7 separate regions of the Mus musculus genome follow, and regions 1, 2, 3, 5, 6 and 7 are each linked to region 4. Evidence: chromatin contacts called from public Hi-C, HiCAR-type, HiChIP or PLAC-seq and promoter capture Hi-C data. All regions are on one chromosome and are shown on one strand. The core of a region is the stretch at or near the end of the contact, and the rest is flanking DNA. Distances in the headings are between cores, read along the strand shown. Region 1 holds the start of Inip (INTS3 and NABP interacting protein). Region 2 overlaps E130308A19Rik (RIKEN cDNA E130308A19 gene). Region 3 has its middle 10 kb from the start of Slc46a2. Region 4 holds the start of Dnajc25 (DnaJ heat shock protein family (Hsp40) member C25). Region 5 overlaps Musk (muscle, skeletal, receptor tyrosine kinase). Region 6 overlaps Snx30 (sorting nexin family member 30). Region 7 holds the start of Svep1 (sushi, von Willebrand factor type A, EGF and pentraxin domain containing 1).

Region 1 (3,141 bases), core at 81-2,580, 780 kb after region 4:
GGACTTAAGTTGTTAATACCAACATTTAGCATAACTTTTAATTTACATCATCAAGATGTATTTACCAAATATATCAACCTTTTGTAAAGTATCCACATAATCAGTGCTAGGAAGAAAAATAAAATTCTATAAAAAGCACTCTCCGTTCATTTAAAAAACAAATTCCAGCATTTGCTGTGCTGGTGAAAGAAAGAAGGAAAGAAAGAACCAACCAACCTAACAAGTATCTACTCTGCGCCATATATTGTGTAAGATGTGTCCCCAAAAATGTTTTTTAATGAGCATTTTTATGTACGTGGAGGCCAACAGTCACAAAACTAGTAAGGAAACCTGGACTCCTGGTTCCTTTGTGTGTGTGGTGCATGTGTGAGCAGGGCAGGAAAAGGCATCAGATGCCTTGTGCTATCACTCTCTACCTTCTTCCCTTGAAAACAGGGTCTCTCACTGAGCCCGGAGCTAGGCTGCCACCCTCACCGATCCTCCGTCTCTGCCTTCCCTCAGCTCTGGGGTGCAGGTGTCTGTCTTCGGCCATGGATGCCGGGAGATTCCAACACAGACCCTAATGCTTGGGCAAGTGCTCTTACCGGCTGAGCCACCTCTCCAACCCCAAGCCTGCTCATCTCTAAGTTTAGAAATAAAAGTTTTGCATTTGGCCACGCCGGAATCACAAGACAAACTCCTCGACCCTTGAGTTTCATTCAAGTAATCACACGGGATTGGGGATGGAGGGGGCGGGGGAAGGAAAACTAATTTAACAAATGTGCTCTTTAAAAACGTGACCGCGCATAGCGGTAATTCCAGCCCTCTGGAAGATGAGGCAGAAGAACCCCGAGTACCCGGCCAACCAGGGCTACACAGCCCGACCCTGACTCAAAACAAAACAAGGCGCGAACGGGATTGCGGAAGTAGAGAACTATTGTTGAGCGAAGACACGAGCTCTAAGCAGATGCCGGGTGGAAAGGACTCGCGTCTCCCACGGCTGGGGCTGGAGCACGGCATGGGCGAAGCCGAGCTCGTACCGAAGGCTATCAAGGCCACCCTGAGAAAGGGTCAGGGTGACCCAGGAGTCCCCGCCCGCGCGCGGGGTGGGCGAAACCCAACGGGAAGTGAGAAACCCTCGCACACTATGCCGCGCGAGGCCGCTGCCCCGTGGCCAGCGTTCGGGCCACCCTTCTCTTGGCGTCACCAGTCCTTTTTACTTACCCGGAATGCGAGGAGCCTGGAGAAAGCTCGCTGTCCGGTCGCAGCCGTGCAGGGGGGCGCGCCCACGCAGAACCCGGCGAGAGTGCAGCAATGCACCGCGCTACAACCTTCCCGCCGGCACCAACTTCCGCCTCCTGACTGACGGGCCCCCTGGAAGCGGAAGTCCCGCCTATCGACTGGACGCAACGGACGCTACCCCAAGTGATTCGTAGTTTAAGCGTTTCTTCGGCCGGAAAGGGTTTCCCTTCCGAAGAATGACAGTCGAAGAGGCTCACGGGAGATGCAGGCCGTACAATTGGGGGCGGAGCCAAACGCTGATTGGCAGGAATAGAGCAGGGTCCCTAGCACCTAAATTGATTCTTTTTTTTTCCCCTTCAGGTTTGCAGGAGATTAGCTGTCTGTCTGTCTGTCTGTCTGTCTGTCTGTCTGTCTGTCTGTCAGGATTTATTTAACCCTGATGTTAATCCACTTCAGTAGAGCTTCAGAGGGAGGTTGAGCACACTTTCAGGTTTTAACAACCATCCCAGGAATATTTTTGTTGTTTACCGTCTGAGTCAATAATTATACACAAGGTGAGCACTAAATAGGTACAAGTTTTCACTAGTGTGCATAATCTGAATTTTAAAAATGAAAGTGTCGGCTGAGAGCAGTGAGGCATGCTTTTGATCCCAGCACTCTTGGAGGCAGAGACGGATCTCGGATCTCTCGAAGTTTGAGGCCATCCAGGTCTGCATAGCAAACTCCAGGACAGTCAGGATTACACAGAGAAACCCCCGACTCAAAAGCAAACAAACAAAAGAGTGAACGCCACACCAAGATGCTACTGGAAGTTACCCTATGCTGCATAGCCTCACGCTAAATCCAGACGTTTACCTTAAGACGTAAAAGCGTTTGCCAGGCGGTGGTGGCGTGGGGGGGGGGGGGGGGGGGCAGAGCCAGGCATAGCTCTATGAATTCAAGGCCAACCTTCAAAGCGAGTTCCAGGACAGCCAGGGCTACCCAGAGAAACCCTATTTGCAAACAAACAAACAAATAAACAGAAATGCAAAAGACATAAATATGTTTTAAGGTGTATTTGTTCTGTGATTATCAACCACTCTCCACAACTTGCACCTGTGCTCTTAATTAATATTTGGGATGTTGGAGATGTAGCTAAATTGGTAGAGTCCTTGTCTAGGACACAGGAGGCCCTGAATTTGATACCTCACACCACATAAAATTGGGCATGGTAGTGTATACTTCTTAATCCAGCCTTGGGAATTTAGTGGGAAGAGGATCTTTTGTCCAAGGTATGTAGCTTGAACAAGGAACATAGCAAGTTTAAGGTCAGTATTGACTACTTAAACCTTATTTCTAAAATAATAATTGATGTTTGCTAATGTTTACAATGCACAGTCCAGGACTGAAACAGTAAGTTCAATACCAAAGATTTACTTAGTTCACAGAAAAAAAAAATTGTTGCATGTTTTCCACGTGCTAGGTGCTTGCTCTACATTAGTTTATGCCTTCCTGTGATTTGTATATGGGAAGCAGAGGTGTTACTACATTGTATCCAGCAATGAGCTGAGCTAAAACCCCAAAACTCTACCAAATTCTTAACTTCTGAATATTGTCTTTGCCCTAGAATAGCAGTTTTCAACTTGTGTACAGGGATAACATATAAGGTATCCTTCATATCAGATATTTACACTATGATTCATAACAGAAGCAAAATTACAGTTATGAAACAGCAGAGAAAATAATCTTATGTCTGGAGTCACCACAACGTGAGGAACTGCATTAAAGGGTCAAAGTATTAGGGATTCCTCTGGAACCAGCTCATTGTGATTCCCCACCCCACCCCACCCCCGTTGAGACAGGGTTTTGATACACAGAGGCTGTCCTTGAACTCACTTTGTAGCCCAGGCTGCAGATGGGAAAACTCCTGTCTCAACTTCC
Region 2 (2,955 bases), core at 386-2,885, 720 kb after region 4:
GCTTCGCTGCAAAGGCAAGGGGAACAAGCCACACAAGTCCATGAAGCTCACCTTTGCCGATGAGCTCATCCTGCGGAAGAGGGGACTGCTGAGCAGGTACAACCCTGAGGGTCTGCTCAACCTCGTCTGGCTCAACAACACGAAAGCGTTTGGCCACTGCACAGGCTTCCATGGATCCACCTTGAAATGGGGCGATATCCGGCTCCGTGTCACAGAAACCGGGCTTGAGTATTTGGAGTGGATAGGTCAGGACACTGGTGATTTGAATGCCAAAACCAAGAGAGGAGGAACGGACTCGCGAGTTTATGCCACCCAGCATGCCCCGCAGACCTGCCCGGTGCAGGATTATAAGGAGTATGCCCAGCGGAGGCCTCCTGCTATGCGCTATGAGGATGCCCCCTTCTACTTGTCCATCAAGCCAGTTGTGAACTTGGCAGCTCTTCACTGGTACAATTGCCAGGCCCTTGGCAAGAACAAGCTAGCCAAGATGGTGAAGACCATGTGTGAGAAGGGCAACATCCCCGGCAGGAAGACCAACTTCAGTGTCTACCAGAGCTGTAGCACCTTGTCTGAGGCCCAGAGCAATCAGCTGGTGCTCATCTGCAACAACCTGAGCCAGCAGGCTGCCCAGTCCGTGGCTGGCCACTCCAGCAGTGGCAATTTCATTGTCTCCTCCTATGACTCTTCCTCGGACACGGCCTGACCAGGTGGCTCGTCCAAGACCTCACTTTGGTTTCTGTGTCCCAGGAAACCATCATGTGTACTGCATTGCGTCCCTTCCACCTGCCCTCACTGCTAACTTTATAAAATGCAAATCTCTATTTTTCTTTTTACAGAAAGCCAATGGCAATAGTTTAGTATTACTAACACAGTATTTATAGGCTTGAGACAAACAAGTGTGCTTCTGGGTGATGACATATAATCACTGTTACAGACTGGCAAAAACCATAGCGGTTCTCAGGCAACTGTAGAGAAAGAATTCCGTTTAAAAAAAGAAAAAAACAAATCAGAAAGGAAACCAAGAGTCATTCAAGACACTGTGTCCTCAGCTCCTCCTCCTGCCTCACCTCCCACTTTTAGTCTCCTTCATAGATGGATTTATTTTTTTAATTTTTAAAGATTACATATGAGTCAGGAGACAGTTTTACTGCCTGTGCAGTATTGTTGCGCCAGATCAGAAAGTAGCGTCATAAGCTCAACATGAATCTATTTATTTATTTGCATATATTTTTAGCATAGAGTTTCAGCCGTGCCTCATTTTCACCGGATATGGAGGTCTCAGCATGTACAGGACTTTCCTTTGGGGAGGTGGGCTATAGAAGAGGAATAAAGGTGCCATCCTTTTTTGGAGATGTCTCATTTAAAAACAATATGCAAGCTCTGCTATGGGTTGGGGGGGGGCGGTAATAAAAGACTGTTCCATAGCTCATTTTTACTGTGGTGCTTAGACCTGAATAGAATGTTCTTTGTCCCTAAGTCAGTGGAAATGAATTTGATCATCAGATTTACAAGAAATTTAAAACTACCAAAATCTTCGAGAATATTTGAGTGTTAGATTGTATGTTAAGCATGAGAGAGAAAGTAGAGAATAGAGGCCCCACTGAAAACGTCTGGTGCGTTGGTAGAGCCAGGCTGCAGTATCCTGTTGCTATGTCTAAGCATTAAATTTGACTCTTTTTTCCCTAGGGGTTACTTGACTCTGAGCTTAAGATCAAAGGAAAATTGACACCCATTTTAAGTCACAATATTTTGTTACCAGGCTTAGCAGAATTCAAAGCATTCTTCAGTTTCTTCTCATTAATAGAAATGCATTTAATGCTCTGTAGTTTGAATAATTTTGGTTTAACATTTGTCATGGTTTTTTTTTTTTAGTCTTTTGTTTTTCAAGTCTTGAAGACTAAAACATTAATAAATGATTAGTTAAGACACTTCAAAAATCAAGTACATGTAGATGTGAGAGCTACAGTGAGGCTGAGCTGGGGGCCTCCCCATCCTGTGCAATCAGTAATGTGTAAGAACTGCAACCCATCGTTGGTTTGTTACGTCTGAGCGCCCTTTTGGGGCATGTGTTTCTTCTTCAAATCAACCTTGTAAGTCACAATGGCTTGGAAGGTAGGTGGTATTTTATAATATGACAAAAAGACAAATATTTTTATTTGCTTTATAAGTTGTCACAGAGCCAAGTTTTCCCATGGCTAGGTGGCTCTTTGCATCAATAAGTAATAAGCACACAAGGCCTTCTAGGCTGTGGTCTTCTAGTGCAGAAGTGGCAGGTCTGCATGGGACATCGTTGGGTAGAATATCTCCATGAACTTGTCCTTCTAAGATAAGTGTTGATAAGAAAAGTTGTATATGTTTCTATACAAGTACCTTCTAAATCTTTTGAACAACCTTAAGGAGAAAGTAAGTTATCTTCATTTTAGGATGAAATTTTAAGTTGGTTAGATGAAGAAGGAGTAGTCTGCTTTCTCACTCCCAAGCTTTTTCTATTCGCCATTTTTAGTATGAGCTAGGTATTGATTTGAGCCAGAAATGAGAGTAGTGTCTTTGCAGCGCTGAAGGCTGTCTGTCTGCTTTAAAGGAATGCTGGGCAATGTGTCACGGCTGCACACTGTCCTCTTACCCACCTCCCCATTGCCTCCACTGTTAAACACACAGGGCTTTCTCCCAGTCCCTCTGCAGAACTTCCCACTCTCCTTCTAGAGCTAGTTCGTGAGCTCATGGCAAGCTCCTTATGAGGGAGCTTTTTAAAAGGCCATTCTTATGTGGTAATACCTGTCATTTTTAAGGTTTCTGTAAAACTCTTATCTGAGACATAGTTTGTAATTCCTGATTGTGTTGACCGCAGTGTCTGAGAAGGCCTGTCTCAGCACTGACCTGAGAGAACAGACTAGCAGTACTGAGCCCTGCTGCTGTGTGCTGCGTACTGACAGAGAAGCCTGCCCTGCTTCATCC
Region 3 (3,099 bases), core at 512-3,011, 920 kb after region 4:
TTCTGCCGTGTGTGACTTAGGATTTCAACACTTTCCCTTCAAGTGTTTTCCAGTGGTTGAGTTGTCACTGCATTAAGGACACATCTCAAGTCCCTTTGTTTGATCACAAACAATCCTCTAGTTATGATTTTACTGCCACCATATTGTTGAGAAGAAAATATGCTAATGATTTGGACTCTCCAAATAATTTTACCTGATAACTTAATAAGTGAATGCTGTGGTCTACTTGCTTTGCCCTCCTCCTCCTCCTCCTCCTCCTCCTCCTCCTCCTCCTCCTCCTCCTCCTCCTTCTTCTTCTTCTTCTCTCTCTCTCTCTCTCTCTCTCTCTTTCTTAATACACTCATTCAACCTCTTGGGATGATGATGATCAAATTGTACCTTTCATTTAATATTATATAGAAGAATAACCTAAAGTTTTGTTTGCTTGTAGGGCTGGAGAAATGGCTCAGAGGGTAAGAGTGCTTTCTGAACAAGCAAGTTCAGCTCTCAGCTCCCAGGTGGAAAGCCAGATACAACTGCCTGCAGCCCCAGCACTGTGGGACATGGAGACAGGATCAGTGCTGGAAAGAAGTCAGAGAGTGATAGAGGAAGACACCCAGTGTCTTCTCCTGTCCTCCTCACGCATGCAGGAGAGTGTGCCTCACACACACACACACACACACACACACACACACACACACACACAGACACACAGTCACACAGACAGAGACACACATAGACACACACAGACACACAGACAGAGACACACATACACACACACACAGACACACACATATTGTTTTTACTCATAAAGTACCTGATGTAGTTCACAATTGTGCCTACATTTGCATGTTTGTTTTATCCAAAATAATTGTTCTTCAGAGACATCTCATGCAAATAGGAACCCTGGATGATTCTCTAGCACCTAGGGTCTGTGTGGCACGTGGCAGGAAATCAATAAGTGCTTGCAAAGTGGCGAGTGGGTGACTTCCAGCTGAGGTTTTCAAAGCCCTTTGTGCGTTTGTGTTCAGCTCTTCCCGATTTAGCTTGCAGCAGTGAGAGAACTTGTCCAGGGCACAGAGTTAAAGAGCCCAACAGTGACTGCTGCTGGGGGCTGGAGGAGGCAGGAGGTGAAGGACATGAAGTGTGCCTGACCAGTTTCACTTCAGCTCAAGATGCGTGAAGCTGGGGGTCTGTGTTTTGATGTACCCAAGCCAAAACATCATGCATTTCACTGTAAAAGCTTGTGAGCTGGTCAGATCACGTGTTCATGTTAAGTGTTCTTATCCCAAGAAGAGAAGGGGGAATCAGGAGGAAGAGAGGGAGGACGAGAATTAAAATGTTTACATACCTCTCTTGCTATTCTCAGTGTTATGAAATCCATTCTCTGCCTTAAATAAATGCCCCTTTAACTTGTTAGGCATTTATGGTTCTTTGGTTTTTGTTTTTGTTTTAAATTTAATCCCTTAAAAAACTATTTAGTGTATGTGTGTATACATATGTGTGTATACACACGTATGTGCAATAATGCAAGTACGGAGGTCTTCCCTTCCACCATGTGGGTCCCAGGGAGCGAACTCAGGTCACCAGATTTTGCAGCAAGACCCTTTACCCGCTGAGCCATCTCTTTGGTCCTTTTGTTTCTCTAAAATGCTGTAGCTATTTGGGGTTCACGCCCGACTTCCTTTAGCATCCTAAACCACTTTTCACCCAAGCGGAGAGGGCACCATGCTTCTTTTCCTTTCCGTCAACAGGATGTACAGCTGTGGCTGAGTGCACCTGAGTGCGGCTGAAGGACTCAGGTGCTTGGTAGCTTAGTACTCAGTACCTGGGCAACCTTAAGAACCCTCCTACTGAGCTAGAGAAAGTACCCAAGAGCTGAAGGAGTCTGCAACCGTATAGGTGGAACAACATTATGAACTAATCAGTACCCTCAGAGCTCGTGTCTCTAACTGCATATGTAGCAGAAGATGGCCTAGTCAGCCATCATTGGGAAGAGAGGATCCTTAGTCTAGCAAACTTTATATGCCCCAGTACAGGGGAAAGCCAGGGCTAAGAAGTGGGAGTGAGTGGGTAGGGGAGCAGGGCAGGGGGTGGGAGGGAGGTATAGGGGACTTTTGGGATAGCATTTGAAATGTAAATGAAGAAAATATCCAATAAAAAAAAGAAAAAAAACTCTCCTACTGTGTTTTTCTTATCTGCAAAATAAGGCTAATATTAAGATTCATACTGAAAGCTGTCAGGATACGATGATTACTGCACGACATGTTTCAAACAGACCAGCCAAGGTCTGGGTTCTGTTATTAGTAGCCCAATGTACTTTTTAGCTGTCCAGCTGTAGGTTGAATCCTTCTTGGTCTGTTTTCATACTATAGTCACAGCATTGGAATAGCAACTCGATACTCCATACTCATCTTAAACTCTAGAATCTACATTGCCAGCTGGGATTGCTCTGAGAAGGCCCGAGGAAGAGGATGACTCTTCAGGGTGTTTGTGGACCTGCTTAAAGACTAATGGATTTTAAACAGGAAGAAGGGATTCATGAATGGCAGGATGGTGATTCAAGCTAACTCGAAAGACTCCTATTGGATCGGCTTGGACTTGTTCTTTGTGGTCCCAGAAGAAAGAGCTAGGGCCATGGCTGTGCACTTTGGTTTGGTCTCAGCAAAGAGCTTCTAACAGAGATTTCCAAGCCCAGCTGAGTGCTGCCGCCAGCTACACTCTCCTGAGCAGTGATACAGTAAGCCCCCGACTTGTTTCCTGCATTTTGTGTGTGTGTGTGTGTGTTTGTGTGTGTGTGTGTGTGTGTGTGTGTGTGTGTGTGTGTGTGTGTGGTGGTGGTGATGGTGGTGATGTGCACACATGAGAATGTGCACACATGAGAATAGAATAAGAAGTCAGGAGTCCCTCTCTGTCACAATTCCCTACTTCCTTGAGACAAGGCCTCTCATTGAACTGGAAGCTCGTCCTTTGGCTAGACAGGCAGGCCAGTGTTAGCCCTTGTGATCTGTCTCTCCCACCCCACACCAGAGATGGGATTGTGGGCACATGCAGCCATGCCAACTATTTATATGCATTCTGGGGATTGGAACTCCGGCCCACTTACTTGCAAAGCAAGCA
Region 4 (3,232 bases), core at 713-3,212:
TTTTTTATTTTACTTTTTTTTTTTTTTTTTTTTTTTTTTTTTTTTTTGAGACAGGATTTCTCTGTGTAGCCCTGGCAGTCCTGAAAGTCATTCTGTAGATCACTCTATGGTCAAACTCATAGAGATCTGCCTACCTCTGCCTCCTTGAGTGCTGAAATTAAAGGTATGGTGCGCCATCACCGTCTGGTTACACTTTGAAAAATTTTAATTCTGAGACATCCTGCAGTGGTCCGAATTAGCTGTCTTAGTCGCTGTTCTATTGCTGTGAATAGACACCATGACCAAGACAGCTCTTATAAATGAAGGCATTGAGTCTTGCTTAGAGTTTCACAGGTTTAGTTCTCTCTCTCTCTCTCTCTCTCTCTCTCTCTCTCTCTCTCCCCCCCCCGTGTGTGTGTGTGTGTGTGTGTGTGTGTATGTGTGTGTGTGTGTGTGTGTGTGTGTGTGTGTGTGTGTATGAGAGAGAGAGAGTGGGGGTGAGGGGGAGCAGATGTGGGCTTTTGAAAAACTCAAAAGCCTACCTCCAACAAGACCATCTCTCTCAAGTCTTACCAAGAATCCCCTCACTCCCTGGCTACTAAGCATTCAAGTATCGGAGCCTGTGGCAACCATTCTTATTCAAACCACCACAGTGTGAGTACTCGTCAAACCTGCAAATGTGACTATTAATAGAAACTCCCCGTCTTGAAAGAGGTATTGGTATTTTGGCTCACTTTGAATTTATTTGAAATGAAATAATTGAGGTTTATAGAGGCTAAAGTCCATGTTGATACTAGAAAAATTTAATTGTATTCTTCCTGAATATCTAACATTGTCTATCAAATCTTCACTTGGTGTACAGACCAATCCCAATGGATAGATCCCTATCTATTAGTTGTTAGCCAGTTGCCATCATAGACCTGGGAAACTATAAAGTCAGTCATGTGGGATATACTGGTCATTCATTATCAACCCGACTGGATTTAGAATCACCATGGAAACACATCTCTGAGTGTGTGTGAGGCTGTTTTCCAGAAGGGTGTAACTGAGGTAAGAACAACATGGACACATCACCATCATACATAGTGAGGCATTGGATCAAATAAAAAGGAGAAAATAAATTTGGCACCCTTTTCATTCCTTTATTCTAATTTCAGATAATGTGTAACTAGCAACTTTGTTGCCAGGCCTTCTGGACTGTGGGGGCCGTATTCCCTAGAACCCTAAACCCAAATAAATCCTTCATCTTTGATGTTGCTGCTTGCAGGTATTTGGTCACAGCAACAAATAAATTACACATTTAAAAACTGTGGTTTATCTGAAATTTAAACTTAATGGAGCACGTCCTCTCCCCACTCCACCTCCTGATTTCCCTGGAGGCATTTGCAAGATCTTAAGCTGTATTTTGATTGTCACAATTAGGGATAATGGTGTTACAGGCACTTTTGTGGACCGTATGGGGGTACTACTAAACGTTTTACATCCTCCGGGCAAATAATTGTTTGCTCTAAAATATAAATAAGCAGAGAAACAGAGAACAAAAAGGCCACGGTCTTTCAGGGCTCCTGGGAGAGAGACAGTGCAATTGTCTAAGTTCATCTTCAGTTTGGGTTAGAGGGGGGGCAATGTCCAGGCCTGGAGACAGGATGCCAGTGCCCAGAGTTCCTACGGCAGCGGATGAAGTAGCGAGGTCGAGAAGGTGGCGTGTGGCTAGTCCTGCGTGTGGACTGTGCCGCACTAGGCGGCTAGGAGCGCTTCAGACAGACAGACACCTACCCCTGCCTCAGAAAAGACCGCTGAGCTACTAAGACTACCAGGCTCCACAACACACAGAAGCCGCCCGAGGCTAAGGCGTCCTTCTCTCCTAGCAACGCGCGGGGACGGAAGTGGCTGCGGCGCCACGCCCCCTGCGCCTGCGCACAGGCGCGGCCTGCTGACGTGGACCGGGCTGCGGGGCCGAGCCCGGCGCCGAGGAGAGCAGCCGCGGCCGCTGTGCTGGCAGAGCGGCGAGCGAGGCGGGGATGGCGGCGCGGCTCGCTTTGCGCGGGGGACCCGGGGCTGCCGGCCAGCGCCCATGGCTGCTGCTGGCGCCGCTGCTGCTGGTCCCGCTGCTGGCGCGGCCCGCCGAGGCCCTGGTGGAAGGGCTGTACTGCGGCACGCGCGACTGCTACGAGGTGCTGGGCGTGAGCCGCTCGGCCAGCAAGGCGGAGATCGCGCGGGCCTACCGTCAGCTGGCCCGGCGCTACCACCCAGATCGCTACCGGCCCGAGCCCGGGGACGGCCCCGGGGGCGCGCCGCCGAGCGCCGAGGCTTTCCTGCTAGTGGCGACCGCCTACGAGACGCTCAAGGTGAGGCTCGCGGGCGCTGATGGGTGGCTGGGGATTTGGGTCTCCTAGCCGGGTGATCAGGTCCTCTACGACCCCAGCACACTGCTGCCGCCTGGACTTTTAGGAGGTCCACGTTTCCCACGTGGCCGTGGAATGAGCCACCTTGGCCCGCTAGCCAGCATGGCCACCTCCTCGAGGACAGTTTTGGAGGACAGCCAGTTCTGTTTTTGGACAGTTGTTATGCAAAGCTTTGCACTTATTTTATTTTTGGTGTAAAAAGCATTCTGGTTACTTGAGGTGCATGCTCGGAAAGCAGGGTGATTGTCAGTGCTAGGATCTGAGATAGGACATAGAACAGAAAAGTCTGAAATACTGAGTATTAACAACTGATCATGCCAATTTGATAGGACAGAAGTTTGGCCTCTGGGATAATGTCAATAATGACATTTATCTAGAAGCGCGCGCACACACACACACACACACACACACACAAACAGCGAACTATCAGTCCGAAAACTGGACTGTGACTTTTGGCTCTGACAACTCCTGAGTGACCTTGGATAGTTGTTTCTGACTTGGGGCAGAAGATTGAGAATTCCTAGTAGGAAAATAATTTTTGGACGTGTGTAGTGATCTGACAAAGGCTTTATTGCCTGCTGTGCATGTAGGAGGATTTAGCTTGACCCCCTTTTCTTTGATTACTGCAGTATATGTAAAAAAAAAAATCACCTGTTATGTCATGCTTGAGGGAGGTATTTCTGTTTCAAGAGCCCCATCGGAAGACTGCAGCGTCAGTCATAGCCGTGTTTCCATCATAGCTGTGTCTCTTTCCTAGGTTTTTGTTGTTGTTGTTGTTTTGTTTTCCAGCCTTCTTGTAATGACTACTTTGGATAGCTGTATTACCATTAATGGTGGATTAGTCCTCC
Region 5 (3,375 bases), core at 842-3,341, 660 kb before region 4:
TATGCTGTGCCTCAGAGTGCCTTGGCCTTATAAACCACTTTTCTTACTACACATCTATCAATCTGATGCCCATTTATAGAGAAATGGCCAGATGTTATAGAGTCTAAAACTTCTCACTCTTGTCGCAGATTGGGATAAATTGTAGAGCATCTATGAAGAATGTCATCAGTTATCCATCATCATCTTACCAACCAGCTGAAGCTGAGTGACGTGAAATAATAACTGCTAGTACTCACAAGTTAGTGGTCAACTGAGGGTTTTGCTGATTTGAGCCAGGATTGGCAAACACTGAGCTAGTCTTGCTTTCATGCCTGGCAGTTTGGGTGGGTCTTGGCTAGTCCAGAATATCTTTCTTTGTATGTTTTGTGGTTTGTTGCTTTTGTGTAGACGGGACATATCTACTTCATCCCCCGGTGTCTTAGTTAGGGTCTCTATTGCTGTGCAAAGACACTGTGACCGTGGCAATGCTTATAAAGGACAATGTTTAATTGGCTTACTGGTTCAGAGGTTTAGTCCATTATCATCATGGGAAACATGGAGGCAGACACAGTGCTGGAGAAAGAGCCAAGAGTTCTACATCTGGATCCACAGGCAGCAGGAAGAGAAAGAGACAGCAGTCCTGGCTTGAGCATCTGAAACCTCAAAGCCCACCCTCAGTGACACACTTCCTCCAACAAGGCCACACCTCCTAATAGTGGCAGTCCTTATGAGCCTATGGGGGCTGTTTTCATTCAAACTACCATATCCAGCAAGCTCTCTCTAGTTTATCCACAGAGCGACCCAGGGTCCAAAATAAAAAAGAAAGCAAGCCACAATGTGCCAGTTTTGTACGTAATCTCAGAACACATCACTGGCTAGTCTAGATCAAAGGGTGGAGAATGAGAGAGGGACTGAGGACTCATAGTACAAGGACATGGGCCTAGGGACAGGGAGCTTGTTTCTGTATTTGCAGTTCTCCCCATGCCTGTTGATCATACCAGGCAACCGATGTGGTGTCTTAGGAGAGGGTAATCTAGTTCTACCTTTTATTTTGCCTACACCCACCAGGTTTCTTCAGGTTCCATTCAAGAGAGTGTGAAAGACCGAGTGATTGACTCAAGACTCCAGCTCTTCATCACAAAGCCAGGACTCTACACATGCATAGCTACCAATAAGCACGGAGAAAAGTTCAGTACCGCAAAGGCTGCAGCCACTGTCAGCATAGCAGGTAGGTGCTGCGTGTTTACAGTGCTCCAGAAGAGGGGGCAGCTGGCACTCCATGGCATCTGGAAGGGAGGCAGAGGTAAAACCCCCTTCATCACCCCAGTCCCCTTGAAGCTATTCCCTTGTTCATTTTGACACACATGGGTGATCGAGACATAGATTTTGACTTTGTTGCATTAAAAACAACATCTTAACATTCTTGTTCAAGTGATGGATACCAATTTACAGAACCTTACTTTTCTCTTTCCCTCCCTTTTAATTTCTTTTCTTTCCCTCTCCCCTCCCCTCCCTATCTCTATTCATGTCTTTCCTCCCTCTCTCCTCCTTCTTCTATCTCTCTTCCCTCCCTCTGCCTCTGCCTCCCTCGCTTCCTCTCCCCCTCCCTTTCTTGCTCCCTTCTCCCTTCTTGGTTCTTGATTCCTTCCTTCTATCATTCCACCCTTCTTTTCTTCTTTCCTCTACTCTTTCTTTTAGAACCTCTCCTGTCCCCACCTCTCTGGGTTAAGCAAGCTTCCCAAGGCTCTCAGAAAGTTGGTAGATATTTAACATGGCTGAACCAGTTCCACACAGCTGTTCCTTAAGGGCATTTTTACCATGTTTTTTTTGTTTTGTTTTGTTTTGCTTTGCTTTGCTTTGCTTTGCTTTGTTTGTATTTTACTTCCCTGTGTTATCCAAGTGACAACAGGGTTTGCAGGTATTTTCATGGGAAACAGCTGGCACATGTGTTTCTAGGCTACCTGCATTGTGTTGTGAAGGGTTATTTTTAAAAGTTAAATATCCAAAAGGCTTCTGGGCACATTTGTGGAATTGCTAGAGGTGGAAATAATCTGTGTATCAGGAAATGCCAGGCATGTTAGACTCATAGCAGGCCTTCTGTTCAAGGATCAGTCGAGAGGTGTTTGGCCTGACATGTAAAGCTAGCACGGGGCAGACTCAGGGCCAGCTCCTGGAGTCTGCTGTTTCTTATTACGGCTTATTTCTTTGATCTTCCCCAGTGGGGAACTTTCTAATAGTACTTATGATTCTTAATCTGAAATAGAGACCACAGAGTATGTAAGTAGCAGTAGACAAGGCTAGACCTCAGGAGCATGCCCACAAAGGTGAAAATAGACTCCCTCTACTACCTCCTTGTAGGATCTGTCTTTCTATAGGGTCTTTGGTCATTGTACCAGTTAAAGTATACCACTTCTTTAAGCAATGATGAGCCACAAAGTGATTCAACATACTAAAGATAATTTTAAAAAATGATTACCATTTGTACCATACTTTGCTTTGTATAAAGGACTTTGTATGCAATTGTTAAATGTGCTGAATGTGGCCCAGGAGCCTAGAAAAGACGTGACATCCAGAACACAGTGGCAATGGCAGGTGCTAAGAAAAGAGGTCAGTCTGCCAGGGTAAAATTGAGGTCTGCAAGCGTCCTAGTGTGGCACTGGAGTAGAACCAGTTAGTACACACTAGCGATTGCAATTTATTATAAGGAAAGGGTGAGCACATTACACAGGGATATTTCAGGCATATGCATGGATGTTATTTAGCTTGGCTTGTTCTTCCCCTAGATGGAAGATGAATATTAGTGCTGTCAGTCTTCAGAGGGTCCCATGTGTGCAAGTCCCTGGTTTCTTAGTGATAATCCTTGGCTAGAGGTCAAGATGGTCCTTCCTTCTCCATCGCTTTTCTAGATGGCAAGGAAGAAAGGGATTGATACTTCAATGGTGTCCTCCAATCTCCAATGTTATGTGTTTTTCCCTGCATGTCTGTGGACAGATTGTGTGACTGTCGATGCACAAATGGTGGCTAGAAGTTACTGTTAGGGTCTATCCTCCATTGCACCTCCATACTAGGCATTGAAGCAGGGTTTCTCAATTAAACCCAGATGCACAGATTTGGTTAGGCTTGCTAGCCAGCTTGTTCTGAGGATCCCCTGTCTCTGCCTTCTGAGTTTGGGATGGCAGGTGACCACCACACCCACTGGGCAATTCTTGTGGGTTTCTAGGGATCCAAACTCCCTCCACCCTTATTCGGCAAGTGTTTTAACTGCTGAGCCATCTCCTCAGCCCCAGTAGCATCTTCCGAATGGAAATGAGAGTCTTTCAGCCTAACCTGTGTAACTCAACAGAAGACAGACTAGATTTTATTTTTTAGAATTAAAATTAAGTCTGAGGCATTTCT
Region 6 (3,117 bases), core at 210-2,709, 840 kb after region 4:
ATGTTACGGTGTTGAATTCTGTAGGCAGTTGTAACACAGAGAAATTTGTGCAGTTGAATAATTTATACACTAGCAAAAGGACAGTGAAAACATGATGCTAATGAGACAAAATAGCAACAGGCTATATACAGCACAATTTTTGTGGAACGGCGGGGCTTCTGTTCCCTAGAGTAATGCAGCCCTGTGCACGAGCTCTGCACTTAGGCTGCAACACATGGATGCAGTTTTAAATTTGATGACAGCTCATCTTACTGTAATAAACTTAAAAAAAACTTTTTGATGTCAAAAAATTCCAAACCCCATAGCTTAGAACACAAACCTCCCTTTTTTCTTTTTCTTGCTGTTTCTTGCTTTGACAAGTCCCAGGGATTAAGCCCAGAGCCTCATGCATTCAGAGATCCTGTTTCTTCTCTTATTCCTTAATGTTCAAAAAGTAATTCTTATTAGTTTACTTTGTGTGTGTGGTGGTCAGAGGATAACTGGTAGGAGTCCAGGGGATTGAACTCGGGTTGTCAGGCTTGGCAGCAAGCACCTCCACCTGCTGAGCCATCTTGCAAGCCCATTCTTAATTTTTTCCTGTGACCAGACTCTTGGTGCAGTTTTCATTTCTTCTTCAGTGACTCAGTTAACCGTGGACATAAAGAGGAACCACCCTTCTCTGGACTGAGCCACATTGGCTGGGATCTGGAGCAGCCATGGACCAAGCAAATGGCTCTGCAGAGACATCCACGTGGACTTGGGGGTTGAAAATTCGTATTACAAAGGAATATAGGACGCTTCTAGCACAGGTGTCCAGGGCACCACGCCTCGAGGAATTCCTAAGATGTGGATTGGAATCTGGGTACTATTGCTGAGCCAACGCCTCAGAGCTGACACTGTTGGAGACAAAGGAATGATATGAACACTGACTGACCATAGGAAGCATGGCCCTCTGGGATAGGGTTACAGGCTTCCTTCCAGTTCAGCCTTGTGTTAATTTTCAGTTTTGGTTGTGGGTTTGAAGGCCTCCCACTGCCACAGCTGGAGGGTGAGTTTGTCACAAACCCTGAGCACGAGAGAGCTCTGCCAGAAGGTGGTTTGAGTAGTGTCCAGAGGAAGGAGGGCGTGCTTCCGTTCCCTTCTTAGATCAGAAAGGCAGTTTCAACTCGGTGGCCCTTTCTTTTCCCACAGACGGTTTTAAGATCGACCACAGAAATTATATCTCTCCCAAGGAGGGACATACGTGTCAAATGGCACAATTTGGCACATAAATTTTGTCCCTGAGAGGCTCACAAATTCCAGAGTCTGTGTCTGATAAAAAGGACACTTTCAGTCTTCCTGAAAATGTGGGGGGATTTAAAGCACATTTAGAGATGAGAGCGGGGAAGGCTGTTGTCATCGTAACATCTGATACTTGCCATTGGTCTGTGAGTCTGTCCTGTCCTGTTCCTTGCCTGAGTGGCTTTTGCCCTCAAGAGAGTTTGGTCTGGGGTAATGATTTACCCATATTTGATCACATAGAACAGACTAGTATTTTGTTTCTTCTACACTCTGGTTCTGACAACCAAGAAAGTTCTTTACTAACGTTTTTGACACATCTGAATTGTCTTATTTTGTGAGATGAATGAGTGGTGGTTACAAGGATGGTTTGGGAACTGGAGAGACGGCTCAGTGGTTAAGAGCACTTGCTGCTCTTGCAGATGACTACGCTGTATTGCCAGCACCCGCATGGCTGCTCCCTGTAGCTCTATTTCTAGGGGATTTAATGCCTTCTTCTGGCCCCCAACCCCGGTAGGTTACCAATGACAGACCAAAGTAATGATTCTGTCTAACTAGCTTAGTGGACGAGTGGGTTTATTTGGGCTTACTAAATAGGATGCAGGTGACCCCACACAGCTATTGTGATGGTTTGAATATGTTTGGCCATGGGAAGTGGCACTATTAGGAGGTATGGCCTTGTTGGAGGAAGTGAGTTACTGTGGGGGTGGGCTTTGAGGTCCTATGCTCAAGTTCTGCCCAGTGCAGAAGAGAGCCCCATCATGGCTGCCTGCTGAAGAATCTCCTGTCTGCCCTTGGATCAAGATCTAGAACTCTTGAGTTCCTTCTCCAGAACAAAGTCTGCCTGCAGGATGCCATGCTTCCTGCCATGATGGCAATGGACTGAACCTCTGAAACTGTAAGCCAGCTCCAATTAAATGTTTGCCTTTATAAGAGTTGCATTGGTCATGGTGTCTCTTCACAGAAATAAACCCTAAGACAGGTATGTATCACTAAAGTCTCATCCCTGCCTGGGTGAGACTTCCCTTCACTCCTTCTCCTTAGCTGTATAGATGGAGCATGCCTTTATTTATCTTCTCTGTTCTATCTGACAGGTATGTCCCACATGTATCCCACGGGCTGCATATGCCCCAGGAGAGCTGTGAGTGGGGCCCAGTACAAATCGGAACTTACTTTATGTATGACGTCTTGTAACTTGATTGATGCTTCTTGAGCATGAACTGTGTGTGTGACAACTTTGTGTTGCAATATCAGAAGATGGGACACTTGCCTGAGCTGCTCCTAGGTCATAACACAGGTAGAGACAGAAATTAAATATGGCCAGGAGGAAGGGGTGCTGGAGGGAGTGGCCCTAATCTCAGGTGAGGGTCTGATGATCCTCTGCTCCCTGGGACGCATCAGTAGACTCATCGTCTGCTAAGATGCTGATGGCTGTTGTGCTTGAAGGACAAGGTGGTGTGGGACAGCCATGCGTGAGACCTAGACTCTTTAGATGTTGTTGAATGGCCTGTCACTTCAGAGTCTTTTCCTTTTAATGTAGAACAACCAGATTTGATGACGATTGGCAGGTTCTGTGCCCCGTGGCCTTGTGTGATGTGTGTGCAGAAATGCCAGTGGAAGAATGAACATTTTGCTCAATTGTGGTTTTTTGGCTGGCAGGATCCTGAGAGCAGGCTAGAGATGGGCATAAAAGAGAGCTGGTCTTAGGGAGAGTTGTGTTTTTAGTTGTGTTAGGACAGCTTAGTCTGTCTTCTTAGAAAGCTGTGTACTTGACTTTGAAGTCTGCCAAGTAGTATGTGCATGCATTGACCAAACACAATACCCATGAAAAGTGAGCTAAGAAAGAAGGGTTACTTTAGG
Region 7 (3,353 bases), core at 274-2,773, 800 kb before region 4:
TTTTAAGGATAAAGAGATTATTCGGATTCCCCATTCTCTTTTGTTTCATTTATTCTACAAACATTGACTTGATGGGTTGCCTTAAATATTTCTCAGTATTCCAAATTATGACCTACTTTGTATTACTTTGTAGTTAGGAAAAAGACTCATTTTTATAAAAGTAATATAAATTACATTACTTCTGTCATATGCTAAGCATTTGTTTAGGAAGACCTGGAACATAAAGTCATGGTGGCCAATGGCTGTCATCCCCGCGCTTGGGAGGTGGAGGCAGGAGGATCATAACTCAGGGACACGCTCTGCTGTGTTGTAAGTCGGAGACCAGTCTTGGAAACACGAGAGAGCCTATCACAAACTAGTAAACAATTAAAGTCTGGAAGCAAAGTTACGAAGTCTATGTCATGAAAAAGAATTAGGACTGTCCTCAGCTCATTACATGTCCCATCTTCACAAATATTTGTTAACCATACCTGTTTCAGCTTGTATAAACAGTTTCCTCACAAACTTAAGTGAGCTTAAAGGTCCCTTCCTACTAGGGTCCCTCAAGGAACCCTTTAAGAAATGTGACACCTCCTTAAGCATTTAAAAACCCATTTCAGTCTGGACCTTCACTAGGGCAGCAGGAGAATGGTCATATTTGTGCTTCTTGGGACGCTGGCTCCCCTTGGACACCTTAAGCCTTGCAGGAGCTGAACCAGGCTAGAGAAGGGGTTGGCAGCGGTGGGCAGGAGGGGCCCCAGGCCGCTGGCCTGGGTGTGTGGGGGTCTTACCGCGGCTTGCTGGAAGGCGCCCTTGGTATAGGTGCCACCACCGCGGTAGGTGATGGCCGGGATCTCGCGGCTGAGTAGCGCGCACTTGTGTTGGTGCGCGCGGCTGGTGGAGATGTAATCCACGCGCGCCACCACGTTGTTCTTGGATGAGAAGGTGACGATGGCCACACGCGTGGCCGTGGACACCACGGGGAAGTCGGACAGCAGCTTGCGCACGAACTTGAGCTCGTTGAGGAAGTTGGTTTGGCCCACGCTGGACGACTCGTCCACCAGGAAGACGAGCTCCAGGCTGCCGCTGAGCTCCCGCAGTCGCCGCACGCGGCTCCGGAACGCGCGGCCCAGGCGCTCCACTTTGCTCCCTGCTGCCTCCTCCTCACTGGACGCGGGAGGTACCGCCAGTCTGCCCAGAGCCCCCGGAGAGGCCTCGGGGAACAGGCGGAAGCTGAAGTTGAGCGAAGGGGCCACGGGCTGGAAGTTGGTCCAGCCTGACACCAGTGCCAGAGCCCAGCAACAAAAGGCCAGGCGCGACCACATCCCGCTGGGGACCGAGCGGTGGCCCCGGGGAGTGCAAGGCGACAGTCCCCGAGCGCGCAGAGAGGCGCCAAGGTTCCCGGACTAAGCGGAGGGGACCCGGGGTAGCAACCGCGAACCTCAGCGTCCTTGCATGTGACACTGGGGACACGATCCAGACTCCTCTGGCAGCTCGGGGACTCGGGAGGGACTGGAGGGATGTGCTCCTCTGACTCTCGGCTATTTGGTTTCTCTCCTCCTCCTTCTCTCTCCCGAAGCCTATAAAATGTTTGAAGGAAGGGGGCAGTGAAGTCAGAGTCGCTTCCCTCCTTCTCTGTCTGTCCTCTCCTTCCTTTTCCCACTCCTCTCCCTATCTCTCCTCTATCTCTCTCCTCCCCCCTCTCTCTTGCCTGGGATCCAGCTAAAGACTCTTGGAGATTCCATGACACCAGAACCCCTCGCCTGTCATGCTGTCAACATTCCCTCACAAGCTCACTGATTGATCCCATATGTCTGGCAAGGAGCTGCGGAGGAATGCGCTGGAGATGGATGTGGATACCGAGAGTGCCACAGTAATTGGAAACACTGGAGAAGAAAACACACACGCGGGGCTGGCAGAGTTGAAAGCATGCTTTGAAAACTGCTTGCTCACCTTTTGGGGTTCATTCCACTCTTGGGGGGTGGGGTGGGGTGGGGATGCGTGTCTAAGCCTCCCAAAGTGGATATTTGCATAACTTTCCTGAAGGGTCTGTCTGGTGAGTGGTGCAGAATCCTGAGAACCTGTTCAGATCTCAGGCTGTTGAAGTGGGTGGGGCCCACCCGTGCGCATCACATACGCAGAGTTATCGTTCACCTTTCCCGCGGTTAATCATTCCTGTATTGTTCATTCTTTCCTCCACGTAGCAGCTTGCGATGCTCTATAGGTAACACGAGCAGGGGAAAACTGACATGGACCTGTCCTCTAGGAACCTGTAGCAGGTAAAAGTGATGTCACCATCAACTTGATATTCATACGTGAAACGAATATGTATGATTACACATGTTTATGTGTATCACATATGTATATATATATATGTATATATGTGTGTATGTATATATACATATATATATGTATACACACACACAAAATTACAACTGACCTTGCTTAAACAGAAGTTTGTCTTGCTTTCAAAGGCAAACTTGACTTTAGCCAAGGCCAGGCAAGCCTTCTATGAGGACAGAAGTTTATGCTAAATTTTGAACTATAAGTAGACACCCTGTGATATTAACACCCTCCTCTTTTTATTTGATGCAACAGATTAGATCGTCCTGGCATATATACCCTTTGGAATACCAGCTGCTACTTGGAGTGATTTTTCCAATTAAGACCTCAAAGCTGTGCACGCTGAAGCACATACTTATTACATGAAAGGCAGAGCCCTTGCCTAAAAGATTCCAGCTAGGAATCAGGAACTCTGCGTAGTTATGTAAACCCCCATCACCTCTGGGCTTTGGTCCAGTGTCTACTTTTATTTTGCCTTGGAATCAAATGACCCCAGAGTTCCGCTGCTCTCCAGCAGTGAGTGGTTTAACTCCAACTCTATTTAATCAACTACCTTCAACATGAGAGGTGTCAGAGCGTGCAGGCCCAAGTGGCAGGGCTCTTGGATCAATTTCCCTGAAATGAAACCCTGGCTGTGCTATTTATTGGCTGTGTCAGTTTGCTCATTTGGAAAATGGAGGAATAATAACATATCAAGGATTAAATCATTAAATAGTAAAACTCTTAGGGATGTGTTCAGAACACAGCATGTGCTCAATAAACGCTGGCCAGTCACATCACTTCCTTTATTCATAATGCTTTCCAAGTCCCATTTCCAGCACTGATCATCAAGAATGTACTTAGTTGAATGCAAAATACTAAAAACTGAAAAGTGAGATGGGACCCCATTCCCGTCCTCCCAGTCAGGTTACTCCAGAAGAAAATGTAGATTTGAACACTGCTCCACAGTTGTCTATGTGGAAGAGGGACAAGGAACAGGGAGAAGAGAGACCTGGATCTTCTGAGAAGGGCTAAGATCTCATTTGACTTGG

Evidence for each region. A called contact is a pair of places that touch in the nucleus more often than the background predicts. HiCAR-type assays count read pairs that join an accessible place to other places. HiChIP or PLAC-seq counts read pairs in DNA pulled down with a chosen protein or histone mark. Capture Hi-C pulls out chosen DNA fragments and counts their contacts.
Region 1: a contact with region 4 is called in a HiCAR-type map of astrocytes, with 3 times the contacts expected there. The contact joins the promoter of Inip here to the promoter of Dnajc25 in region 4. A contact is called at or near these places in 4 of 39 promoter capture datasets (the C10 cell line, the HPC-7 cell line, HPC-7-derived erythroid cells and 1 more), 3 of 484 Hi-C or Micro-C datasets (CD4 T cells, CD8 T cells and Sertoli cells), 7 of 115 datasets of contacts at active chromatin or transcription factors (the 230-238 cell line, astrocytes, effector CD8 T cells and 4 more) and 3 of 9 other capture datasets (adipose tissue, liver and macrophages).
Region 2: a contact with region 4 is called in an H3K27ac HiChIP or PLAC-seq map of large pre-B cells, with 4 times the contacts expected there. The contact joins the enhancer-like site here to the promoter of Dnajc25 in region 4. A contact is called at or near these places in 2 of 39 promoter capture datasets (the C10 cell line and the HPC-7 cell line) and 2 of 115 datasets of contacts at active chromatin or transcription factors (the 230-238 cell line and large pre-B cells).
Region 3: a contact with region 4 is called in a Hi-C map of B cells, with 7 read pairs. The contact joins the enhancer-like site here to the promoter of Dnajc25 in region 4. A contact is called at or near these places in 4 of 39 promoter capture datasets (cranial neural crest, frontonasal cranial neural crest, pre-B cells and 1 more), 1 of 484 Hi-C or Micro-C datasets (B cells), 1 of 115 datasets of contacts at active chromatin or transcription factors (bone marrow-derived macrophages) and 1 of 9 other capture datasets (liver).
Region 5: a contact with region 4 is called in an H3K4me3 HiChIP or PLAC-seq map of embryonic limb bud, with 3 times the contacts expected there. The contact joins the enhancer-like site here to the promoter of Dnajc25 in region 4. A contact is called at or near these places in 6 of 39 promoter capture datasets (the 3T3-L1 cell line, cranial neural crest, frontonasal cranial neural crest and 2 more) and 2 of 115 datasets of contacts at active chromatin or transcription factors (embryonic limb bud and embryonic stem cells).
Region 6: a contact with region 4 is called in an H3K27ac HiChIP or PLAC-seq map of microglia, with 9 times the contacts expected there. The contact joins the enhancer-like site here to the promoter of Dnajc25 in region 4. A contact is called at or near these places in 4 of 39 promoter capture datasets (hematopoietic stem and progenitor cells, liver, neutrophils and 1 more), 4 of 115 datasets of contacts at active chromatin or transcription factors (embryonic stem cells, fetal liver, large pre-B cells and 1 more) and 1 of 9 other capture datasets (adipose tissue).
Region 7: a promoter capture Hi-C map of adipose tissue shows a contact between it and region 4. The contact joins the promoter of Svep1 here to the promoter of Dnajc25 in region 4. A contact is called at or near these places in 5 of 39 promoter capture datasets (the 3T3-L1 cell line, 3T3-L1-derived adipocytes, cranial neural crest and 2 more), 1 of 115 datasets of contacts at active chromatin or transcription factors (embryonic forebrain) and 1 of 9 other capture datasets (adipose tissue).

The regions. Positions count from the first base shown.
Region 1 is chr4:59,782,525-59,785,665 of GRCm38.p6, forward strand. It overlaps Inip (INTS3 and NABP interacting protein), which reads right to left and starts at 1,331. Exons shown (of 5, transcript NM_001013577.1): 1 at 1,204-1,331.
Region 2 is chr4:59,719,981-59,722,935 of GRCm38.p6, forward strand. The region is part of intron 2 of E130308A19Rik (RIKEN cDNA E130308A19 gene); the gene reads left to right. Among named protein-coding and RNA genes, the nearest start is that of Inip, 62 kb to the right of the region's middle. Within about 2 kb of position 1,636, at least 8 of the 459 cell types and tissues checked have an H3K27ac peak or open chromatin away from gene starts, as enhancers often do.
Region 3 is chr4:59,923,575-59,926,673 of GRCm38.p6, forward strand. No RefSeq gene overlaps it. Among named protein-coding and RNA genes, the nearest start is that of Slc46a2, 10 kb to the left of the region's middle. Within about 2 kb of position 1,762, at least 17 of the 459 cell types and tissues checked have an H3K27ac peak or open chromatin away from gene starts, as enhancers often do. A contact at or near this core is called in B cells, where this site is marked.
Region 4 is chr4:59,001,231-59,004,462 of GRCm38.p6, forward strand. It overlaps Dnajc25 (DnaJ heat shock protein family (Hsp40) member C25), which reads left to right and starts at 1,963. Exons shown (of 4, transcript NM_001033165.3): 1 at 1,963-2,327. The coding sequence starts at 2,001.
Region 5 is chr4:58,343,105-58,346,479 of GRCm38.p6, forward strand. Musk (muscle, skeletal, receptor tyrosine kinase) reads left to right here. Exons shown (of 15, transcript NM_001037129.1): 8 at 1,048-1,207. Among named protein-coding and RNA genes, the nearest start is that of Musk, 59 kb to the left of the region's middle. Within about 2 kb of position 2,092, at least 2 of the 459 cell types and tissues checked have an H3K27ac peak or open chromatin away from gene starts, as enhancers often do. A contact at or near this core is called in embryonic limb bud, where this site is marked.
Region 6 is chr4:59,843,997-59,847,113 of GRCm38.p6, forward strand. The region is part of intron 1 of Snx30 (sorting nexin family member 30); the gene reads left to right. Among named protein-coding and RNA genes, the nearest start is that of Snx30, 40 kb to the left of the region's middle. Within about 2 kb of position 1,460, at least 67 of the 459 cell types and tissues checked have an H3K27ac peak or open chromatin away from gene starts, as enhancers often do. A contact at or near this core is called in hematopoietic stem and progenitor cells, liver, microglia and 1 more, where this site is marked.
Region 7 is chr4:58,205,073-58,208,425 of GRCm38.p6, forward strand. Svep1 (sushi, von Willebrand factor type A, EGF and pentraxin domain containing 1) reads right to left here and starts at 1,524. Exons shown (of 48, transcript NM_022814.2): 1 at 771-1,524. The coding sequence starts at 1,304.